Regions from separate parts of the Mus musculus genome. Here all the other regions are linked to region 1. The links are chromatin contacts, called in public promoter capture Hi-C maps. All regions are on one chromosome and are shown on one strand. The core of a region is the stretch at or near the end of the contact, and the rest is flanking DNA. Distances in the headings are between cores, read along the strand shown. Region 1 holds the start of Cpne8 (copine VIII). Region 2 holds the start of Shank3 (SH3 and multiple ankyrin repeat domains 3). Region 3 holds the start of Mapk8ip2 (mitogen-activated protein kinase 8 interacting protein 2).

The links. Promoter capture Hi-C pulls out the DNA fragments that hold promoters and counts their contacts.
Region 2: a contact with region 1 is called in a promoter capture Hi-C map of stem cell-derived epiblast-like cells, with 5 times the contacts expected there. The contact joins the promoter of Shank3 here to the promoter of Cpne8 in region 1. A contact is called at or near these places in 5 of 39 promoter capture datasets (cranial neural crest, embryonic stem cells, hippocampal neurons and 2 more), 1 of 484 Hi-C or Micro-C datasets (embryonic stem cells) and 1 of 115 datasets of contacts at active chromatin or transcription factors (pancreatic cancer cells).
Region 3: a contact with region 1 is called in a promoter capture Hi-C map of embryonic stem cells, with 4 times the contacts expected there. The contact joins the promoter of Mapk8ip2 here to the promoter of Cpne8 in region 1.

The regions. Positions count from the first base shown.
Region 1 is chr15:90,677,960-90,680,682 of GRCm38.p6, forward strand. It overlaps Cpne8 (copine VIII), which reads right to left and starts at 1,429. Exons shown (of 20, transcript NM_025815.2): 1 at 1,209-1,429. The coding sequence starts at 1,345.
Region 2 is chr15:89,498,200-89,501,249 of GRCm38.p6, forward strand. Shank3 (SH3 and multiple ankyrin repeat domains 3) reads left to right here and starts at 1,409. Exons shown (of 22, transcript NM_021423.4): 1 at 1,409-1,720; 2 at 2,016-2,219. The coding sequence starts at 1,433.
Region 3 is chr15:89,452,612-89,455,311 of GRCm38.p6, forward strand. It overlaps Mapk8ip2 (mitogen-activated protein kinase 8 interacting protein 2), which reads left to right and starts at 1,300. Exons shown (of 12, transcript NM_021921.3): 1 at 1,300-1,674; 2 at 2,573-2,678. The coding sequence starts at 1,610.

The DNA of each region.
Region 1 (2,723 bases), core at 179-2,678:
GTCGCGACCCCTCTGTGAGTCACATGACCCTTTCACGGGGCTCACCTAGGACCATCAGAAAACACAGATATTTACATTAGGATTTGTAACAGTAGCAAAAATACAGCTATAAAGCAGCAACAAAAATAATTTTAAGATGGGGGGATCACCACTACATGGGAAACAGCATTAAATTGTCACAGCATTAAGAAAGCTGAGAACCTGTTTTAGCGGCGTTTAAACTTCAGGGTTTGTTTACAACAAAAATCACTCATGCTTATTAAAGTCTTTTACAACGATCTTTCCTTACAGAAAGGCTAAGAACATGTGAGGGCATTTAAAAACACGGGGGCGTAGAGGGGTAGGAGTGAAGTTTTCCAACGAGACCGGTGAAAGGAAGTATTCAGCCTGGAAGTGGGCACCTGGGTACGTGCAATGTAGTATTCTTAATATAGCCAACCATCTAATTCCCCAAAACTGGGGCAGCACAGCTATTCTACCTAACTTACTGAGGATCTGGCCCAGGGAGTATCAGGAAGGGAGTCTGAAACTGGCAGTCCTTGAGAGTTGCTGAAAGCATTCTGATGTTTGTCTACCGGCGGGCAGAAAATAAGTCGTGACTTCTCAATTCTTAGGTAAGCCTCTGCCTGGAAGACTGAACCTGGAACCGCTACAGGCCTAGGGTAAACGTCCCGGAAGGGTGGAGGGTAAGGAAGCTGGATGGTTCCAGGAAGTGAGTGGGGAGGAGGAAGCTGTGGAACTGGAGCTGAGCCCACCGCATGGCTTCCCGGACGCCTGGCAGAGGGAGTCCCTGGCCAAGGTGCGCAGCATCACGCGCGCTCTTGGTAGGACTGACCCTTCGGTTCCCGACATCACTGAACCTCTGGCCCTGATTGCGGTTGTTTAAAATAAATAAATAATTTTTTAAAAGGTTGCGAAGTGGGCGGCGGCTAGGGTTTCTGTAGCTGAGTCACAGCTTTGCCAACTTTCACAACATTTCCCAGAAAAAAAAAAAAAAAAGACTCAGCCAAAGCCCACCACTCTCGTCCCCAGTTCTGTGTCATTTGACCCTCTGGGGGGGAGGAGGGGAAGGTAACGTCAGCCAGTACCACAACTAGTCCCCACTCAGCATGCAACTTCTCACCAGCGCCAAGCCTCGTGGTACCTGGAGCGCTAGCCAAGTGCCACCAAGCTCGGATGGAAGGAAGAAAAGAGAGCCGCGTCCTCACCTGCAGGACACTGACACCTCCACTCGTGTGGCGGGGATGGCCGCACTCAGCTGGTTCAAGTCCCCGATGCCCGTGGCGCTGGTGTAGCGGCTGTCCATCTCGAGCTGAGGAACGGAGCACTTGTCCCGAGCCCACATCCAAGCTGCGGCGGGCTGAGCGCTGCTCGGAGCGGAGCTCCGCACCGACGGGAAGGGGTGAGGGTGGAGGCAGAGGAAGGAGGCGGAGGCGGCGCGGGAAGGGGAGGGAGGAGGCGGACCTCGTCGCGAATCCGGCGACCGAGCCAGTCCTGGCAAAGCCGCCTCGGTCTCCCAAGTGGCGCTCCGGGCTGCTCCCGCCCTGGGGCAGCCCCCGGGCGGTGACTGGGTCTGCAGCTCGGGGGCTCTGGGCGTAGGGCGCAGAGACAGTAGGTGACCCGGACAGACACCGCGCCGTCTAGTGGGAGAGCCCCAGGCGCCGGCGATTGCCCCCCGCCCCAGCTGATATGCTCCCCACTTCGGGCTACTGGACTGATGTGGTGGTGGGGCAAGGGATGGCCACCAGCCTTTGACTCCTGGTGCAGAGGGGCGTGCCAATATATGGGGCAAGCTTGGGTGGAGTGGACGCTGTTGGGACAATCGCAGCGTTATAAGAGAGGTTTCAATGCGTCTGCCATCCCCTGCAACTTTTAGGCGAGGGTCTCCTTAAGGCAAGATCGGCGCCTTGCAACGCACTTGCCAAACCGCAGGGATTTCTGCCCTGAGGCCCGGGAGGTCGTAATAATAACTTATAATCTAGCTCCTCCTCAATCCTGCTCCTCAAGACCTGAAAGCAGGGCAGCGTAAAGCAGATGAGCAGCTCGGGTGACCGGGGAGTTTAGCAAATAGATTCCTGGCGGCGCGACTGGGAGTGGGCAAGACGCGGGGCGCCGCCGCAGCTTGCCGGGTAACCCCCACTTTCCTGCGCACACCTGACCCGAGGCGTCACTGCGGGTCTTCTGGCGATGGCCGCCAGGGGGCGGTGGAGAGCAGGGCGCCCAGCCTCAGGAGGGAGCGTGGCTGGCTCTAGCCCTGGCTCACCTGGAGAATCCTGGGCTTGTGACTGGTCTCCCTTGTGGTATTTTAATCCACTTGGAGCCACTTCCTTAAAGAATCTGTGTGGTTGCAGGGGAAATAGAGTGTAGATGCTTGCCGCTCTTCCCTGCCCCAAATGTTTGCGTCACTTTGGTCTTGTTTGCTTTCCCTGGTCGCCCCGCCCTCCCTTCACCACCCCTTAAATCCACCAGTTCTGTTTTTCTTTCTCTTCCCCCTATCACAAATTAAACTGCAGCTGATGACTAGAATTTTCCCTCAAGCTCTCTTATTGATGCCTGAAATTGATTTGGTGGAGGAGGTCTAGAGGGTTTTTTTTTTTAAGCAAACTAGAATTTTATTTTGCAGGCACCTCCTGAAGAAATAAAAGGTAAGGACTTTAGTGCTCAACCCAGAGGCCTTCTCCGAATTTTCCACTTTATCTAGGTCCATATGTGTGTGTATCTGA
Region 2 (3,050 bases), core at 159-2,658, 1.2 Mb before region 1:
CGATTGGTCAGAGAGCCCTATATGGAGTCATGAAACATTTTGGGAAAGTGGAGGATCCGTGGGGGAGTGCAGGCTGTTCTGGGGGGGGGCAGTCTAAGCCAATCACTGTTCTGTGTGGGGTGAGGGCATTTCTGAGGTGACCCAGGTGGTCAGGGGGTGGGATCTGGGGAGGCTCTATCGTGTATAGGACCAGGGTAGTCCAGGGTTATTCCTGGGATGCGCAGGAATAGCCAGTTTTGTGGGCGATCCAGGGTTGCTCACGGAGAAGGTAGGAGAGGCTGTGGCTAAGGGGATGCTTTCTGCCACTGGCAGAGTTCCCGGCCAGGCTGCTCCACAAAAGCTGTCCAGTTTGTGCCGCCACCGATGAGTGGCTCTCTGGGGCCTTTAGGGGGTGAGGTGTAAGTCTAGGTATGCGGGAGAGTGCAGTGGAAGGCAGTAGACACTACCGAGTAGGGCAATTCATCCATTCAGGGGCTACACCTTTCTGGGCCTTGGGAGCTAGGCCCCCGTGCGTTGGGCACTTCCGAGGCAGCGCCGGGCTAAGGCTGGCACGCCACGCGGGCGGCGCCTGAGTTGGTTCACTCGCAGCGCTCCCCTCCCCGCCCACTCGTCACCCCCTCCCGCGTTGCCACGACAACGTGTGAAACTAAAATTCAGTTCCCCGCCGCAGGTGGAGACTAGTGGCGCCCCCTCCCCTAAGCCTTTCCTCGTAGGTCGCGCCCCCAGCCTGCTGTCGCTAAGGTGACGGGGAGGGGGCGACCAGCTGCAAGGTTGGGCTACCCAAGGTGCGGGAGGCCCGCAGAGTCCGGACAGACTCCCCAAACTCGGTTGTGGTGGGGGCCGAGAGGAACACCCTGGGCGCGGTTAGAAGGGTTGGTCTGGGGGGAGCTCCCGTGGACTGCAGCTCCGCCCTGCTCGCGCCTGGGGTTTGCAGCCCTCCGACTCCCACCCAGCACCGTGCTCGGGTGACCCCACCACCTCCTTGGGGTCTGGAGTGGGGTCGGCAGACTGGGGAGATTTCCACCCCGGGTCACCAATTTTCCTGCTTGTCTCTCCCTCTCAGTCGGCCTGTGGGTCCTCTTGCCCCGACGCGTTCCCCACCCAGCTCTAGAACCCTCCGTCACCCCAGTACGGTGGTCTGCGACGCTCGCCTGCAGCGGAAGCGCGGCGTGCCATCCCCCCGCTGTGTCAGCCACTCCCCCTCGACAGCCAACCCCCCCCCTCTTCGGCGCGGGCCCCCGGCCCCCGCCCTCTGCACCACACGCCCACGCCGCCCCGACCCCGCGGGGGACCCCAGTTTCCCGGCCCCGGGCTTCCCATCCCCGCCTCCGGCGCGGCCCCCTCCCCGCCTCCGCTCCGCTCCGGGCTCGGGCCCCCTCCCCCCGCCGCCCCCGCCCCCGGGGAAGGCAGGCGCCGCTCGAAGCCGGGGCCGATGCAGCTAAACCGTGCCGCCGTCGCCGCCGCCGCTGCGCCTGCGGAGCCCCCGGAGCCGCTGTCCCCCGCGCTGGCCCCGGCCCCGGCCCCCCCCGGCCCCCTCCCGCGTAGCGCGGTCGGCGGGGCTCTTGCGGGGGGTCAGGGGGGGCCAGGGCGCCGCGCGGAGTCCCCGTGCGCTCCTCTCTCCGCCGGGAACAGTCCGGGCCCGGGCGCTAGCACCGGGATGGACGGCCCCGGGGCCAGCGCCGTGGTCGTGCGCGTCGGCATCCCGGACCTGCAACAAACGGTGAGCCTTTGCGATCTCGCCGTACCCCTGTGTGGCCCGCTAGCGGTGACCCCCGCCGGGCGCGCCCTGCGCCAGGACCCCCGGCCGTGGCCACTCGCCCCTCCCCCGCCGCCTCCGCGGGACCCTCCCCATCGCCGGGGCGGGGCCCTGGAAGCCCAGCCCCGGGGCGGGGCCTCGGCCTCTGCGCGGTGGCGCGGGGTCCCTGCTCTCGCTCCCCAACTAGCCCTCCAAAGCGGGGCCCGGGGCGCGGGGCCCTGCGCCCGCAGGTCCGGGCTCACGACTCGCTCCGCTGCAGAAGTGCCTGCGTCTGGACCCAACCGCGCCCGTGTGGGCCGCCAAGCAGCGTGTGCTCTGCGCCCTCAATCATAGCCTTCAAGACGCGCTCAACTACGGGCTATTCCAGCCTCCCTCCCGGGGTCGCGCCGGCAAGTTCCTGGATGAAGAGCGGCTCTTACAGGACTACCCGCCTAACCTGGACACGCCCCTGCCCTATCTGGAGGTGCTGGGCCGACTGGGGTGGGGGTGGAATGGAGCGCTCAGGGTGTGATCTTTGAGCTCCGTGGCTGGAGCAGTAGAAGGGCAGGCCGGGAGGAGTTGGCGACAGGCGCGGTGGGGGGCTGTGTGCAGCCTGAGCAGTGTGCTGAGAGACCGAGGTGGGTACACCTCGAGTGCAGTGGGCAGGGTGAAGTGCAAGCTGCCTGTGTGGTAAGTGGTGTGTTGCAGCTTAAGCATGGAGAAACAGTGTGAGCGCCGTGTGTAGAGCGCTTGCAGCGAGCAATCTGGACAGCACACAATGAGCACATGCATGCCACACATGCACTGCACTCGGGGCGTGTGTGTGGTGCGAGCGGTTTAAGAGTGAGTGCGTTAGGGGTCATGTGGTGCGAACAGTGTCACTTGTGTGCACATTTGCCTCCTCTTGCCACTCACTCCCATGTCTTCTGAGGTTAGCCCAAAATAATATTAACACCATTTGTGACATATAAAGGTGATTTGAGTGCCATTCCATAGGGACGGAGACCTAGTCTCAATAGGAAGGGCTCGTCCTGTGTGTGTGTGTGTGTGTGTGTGTGTGTATACACCAAGGTCAAAGTTGGTCTGACCCTCATGGAATTTCCACCAGGAATTGGGTTATTTCTACTTGGAGTGGAAGTGTCTAGGAGAAGCTTAGTTTCAGATCTTGGGAGAGCAGTAGAGTTTTCCAGGTCCCAGTGGTGGAAATGAAGCTGACTTGAGCTGTGGGCCCACCAGGCCATTAGTTGGCCAAGTACTTCTCTGGACTGCCCATCGTTTCTGGGTAGTAGGTGGTCAGTAGCTGTCACTTCATTTC
Region 3 (2,700 bases), core at 50-2,549, 1.2 Mb before region 1:
GAGAAACTGAGTTCTGGTGCATTGAATAATTGCCTCATGTTCGGAACGTTGGTGGCTAAATGAAGATGGGTAACCACTCTTAGATCTTAAGTCTGGAGAATCTGTGCTCTTGGAGCCAACGAGAAACCCCACAGGAGAAGTGGGAGGTAACCCCTCCCGGGGTTGTCTATGCTTTTGGAATCTGGGTGTGATCATTTGATAAGAGAGAGGCTTGTGTGGGGTTATAGTCTGAGATGAGTTCAGGGTTGTACAATTCCAGTGAATTCCGAGAAAGCCTGGAGAAGTCACACTCGTTGGCAATTCAGAAATTAAGAAACTGGTTGAGCAGGGTGTCTCACCTGACTATCTGAGTCCCTTCTGCTCTGTGATTTCCAGCCGTAACACTCTAGTGTCTCTTTCTTCCTTCAAAACTTAATTCCAGTGTGAGGCTCCCTACCCCTTCTTCTCTAGCTTGTCCATCACTACTTTGATCTTCTGCCTCACTTCACAATTGGCTCCATTTCTGCCCTGCCTCTCTACACAGAACTTCTTAGTAAGCCTATGCCTCAACTTGGAGGTTTTCCATACTCAAAACAGAGCCAAGAGCATAGGTGGCCCCAAGAAACAGCTGCTCAGTTGATGAACATAGCCTCAACTTCTAGTGTCCACCACTATCTCTGCCCAGGATCTTCAAGTCTGTACCACACAGAGAAAGTTCAATGTTGGCTTCTGAATGCTGGACTCTGATTCCAGACCTCTTCACATCCTTTGAGACAGAGTCACTGTCCCGGTTCCATTAGCACTGTCAGGATAATAGCTGGAGTCAGCAAATCTTAAGGAGAAGTTTCTTTTGACCTCATCAGCACCCAGTGGAGAACAGCTCCGACGAGCTCTGATCAGCACCCTCGGGTGGACAGCTCCCTCTGCCACCCGTTAGGAAGTCTAGCGGGTTAGTAGGTCTAGCGCGGGTTAGGAGGTCTGGGTGGGTTAGGAGGTCTGGTGGATTAGGAGGTCTGGTGGGTTAGGAGGTCTGGTGGGTTCCTGACCAACTCTGCTTTTCGAATTTGCCGGGGCATGAACGCTGTTCCTAAGTCCTCGCCCATCACCCCTCCACGAGCAGTCCACCTCCCAGGAGCACTGCACACCGCTGTAACCAGAGGCGCGCATTCCCGGGCCGCGTTGGTCCTGGCTCCTGGGTCTACCGCACCCATTTCCCCCGCACCTCTCTCGGCTCCTGCAGAAACCTTTGGTCTACCAGCGTGTCTCTGCTTCCACCTATCCCTTCTCGCCTATTCCACGCTAGGACCACGCAAGCCGCCCGCCAGCTCTCCCGACCAGAATCTCACCACCACCGCTACCACCACCACCTCGCATCCCGCATCCTTTCTCGGCTCGACCCCCATTCCTCCGCCCCCACCTCAGGCCCCGCCCTGCGCCACTCCCTCCCCTCACCCCTGCGGCGCGGCTTGCTGCCGCGGTGTCCTGGCAGGGCGCTGAGGTGTGTCGCCGACGGGTGTCGCAGGGCGTGTCACGAGGTGAGTGGGGAGACAGAGGCCGCGAGCCTGAGCACCAAGGGCGCGCGGTGCTCCTCACCCCTCCCCCTCGCTGCCGGCCGGCGGTTCCAGGGAAGATGGCGGATCGCGCGGAGATGTTTTCTCTCTCCACCTTTCACTCGCTGTCGCCTCCCGGCTGCAGGTACGCATTCGGCGGGTCTCATCTTCACGTAGGTCTCTTCGGCCTGCCACTCCACCCCATCGACTTCAACTACCCAGGCCAGGGCGCCTCCTTGGTTTGCAGGCCTCTGACTGATGCTCCCATCCCCCACCCTGGGCTCCGGGTCCTTCGGTGTTTGCTCCTTGTCGCGCAGACCCAATGGCAACCCCCCCCCTTTCCCACCCCCACACAGAGATACACATTCACTTTTCTTGTTGGGATACCGAACCGCACCCAGCCAGGACCGATGACCTAGCAAGGGTGCGGTCTCTCGATTGACCCTTTGAGGGATTTTAGGCAGGGTGTTCAGCACCTAGTCTGTTCCTGCCAGTGTCCTTTTGGCCTTGTTATGCCTCCTTCCATAAAGGCTAGGGCCTTGCCCCTAGCCCTCTTCCCTCCCAACCCCCCCTCCCCCCAGGACGGCAGAGAGTGAAATCAAGCTTGAAGCTCTGGGGGTGAGATGGGGAAGTTGGGATTGGAGGGGCTGGATGTTTGGATGTAGGCCTGTTTCTGTGTAGGAGTGGATGGGGAACAGCTGGACCCCTCCCTCTCCTGTTGTCGCAGCTCCCCCCCCTCCCCCCCCCCCCCCCCGTTGGTTCAAGGTATCTCCCCTGAGGCTGAAGCTGTGACCCACAGGGGCTGGGAGCTGAGCTGAAAAGGAGTGGGAGGGGTTTGTGGAGGGATGCCTCCTCTGGGCTCATTCCCTGTGGTGGAGGAGGGGACCCAGGGGAGAGCAGTGCCTGGGGTCAAAAAACGACACGGCTTTAGCATGGGAGCTGGGGGCCCTGGGAGCTGGACCTTTCCCACCAATGTCCTCAGGATCAGCTCTCAGGCCAGGAGCCTAGGTCAGGTGGCCTTCTGACCCTGGCCTCCTCTTCAGGCCTCCCCAGGACATAAGCCTGGAAGAATTTGATGATGAAGACCTGTCTGAGATCACGGACGACTGTGGCCTGGGCCTTAGCTACGACTCGGACCACTGTGAGAAGGTGGGGAAAGGGGCTGGGTGTG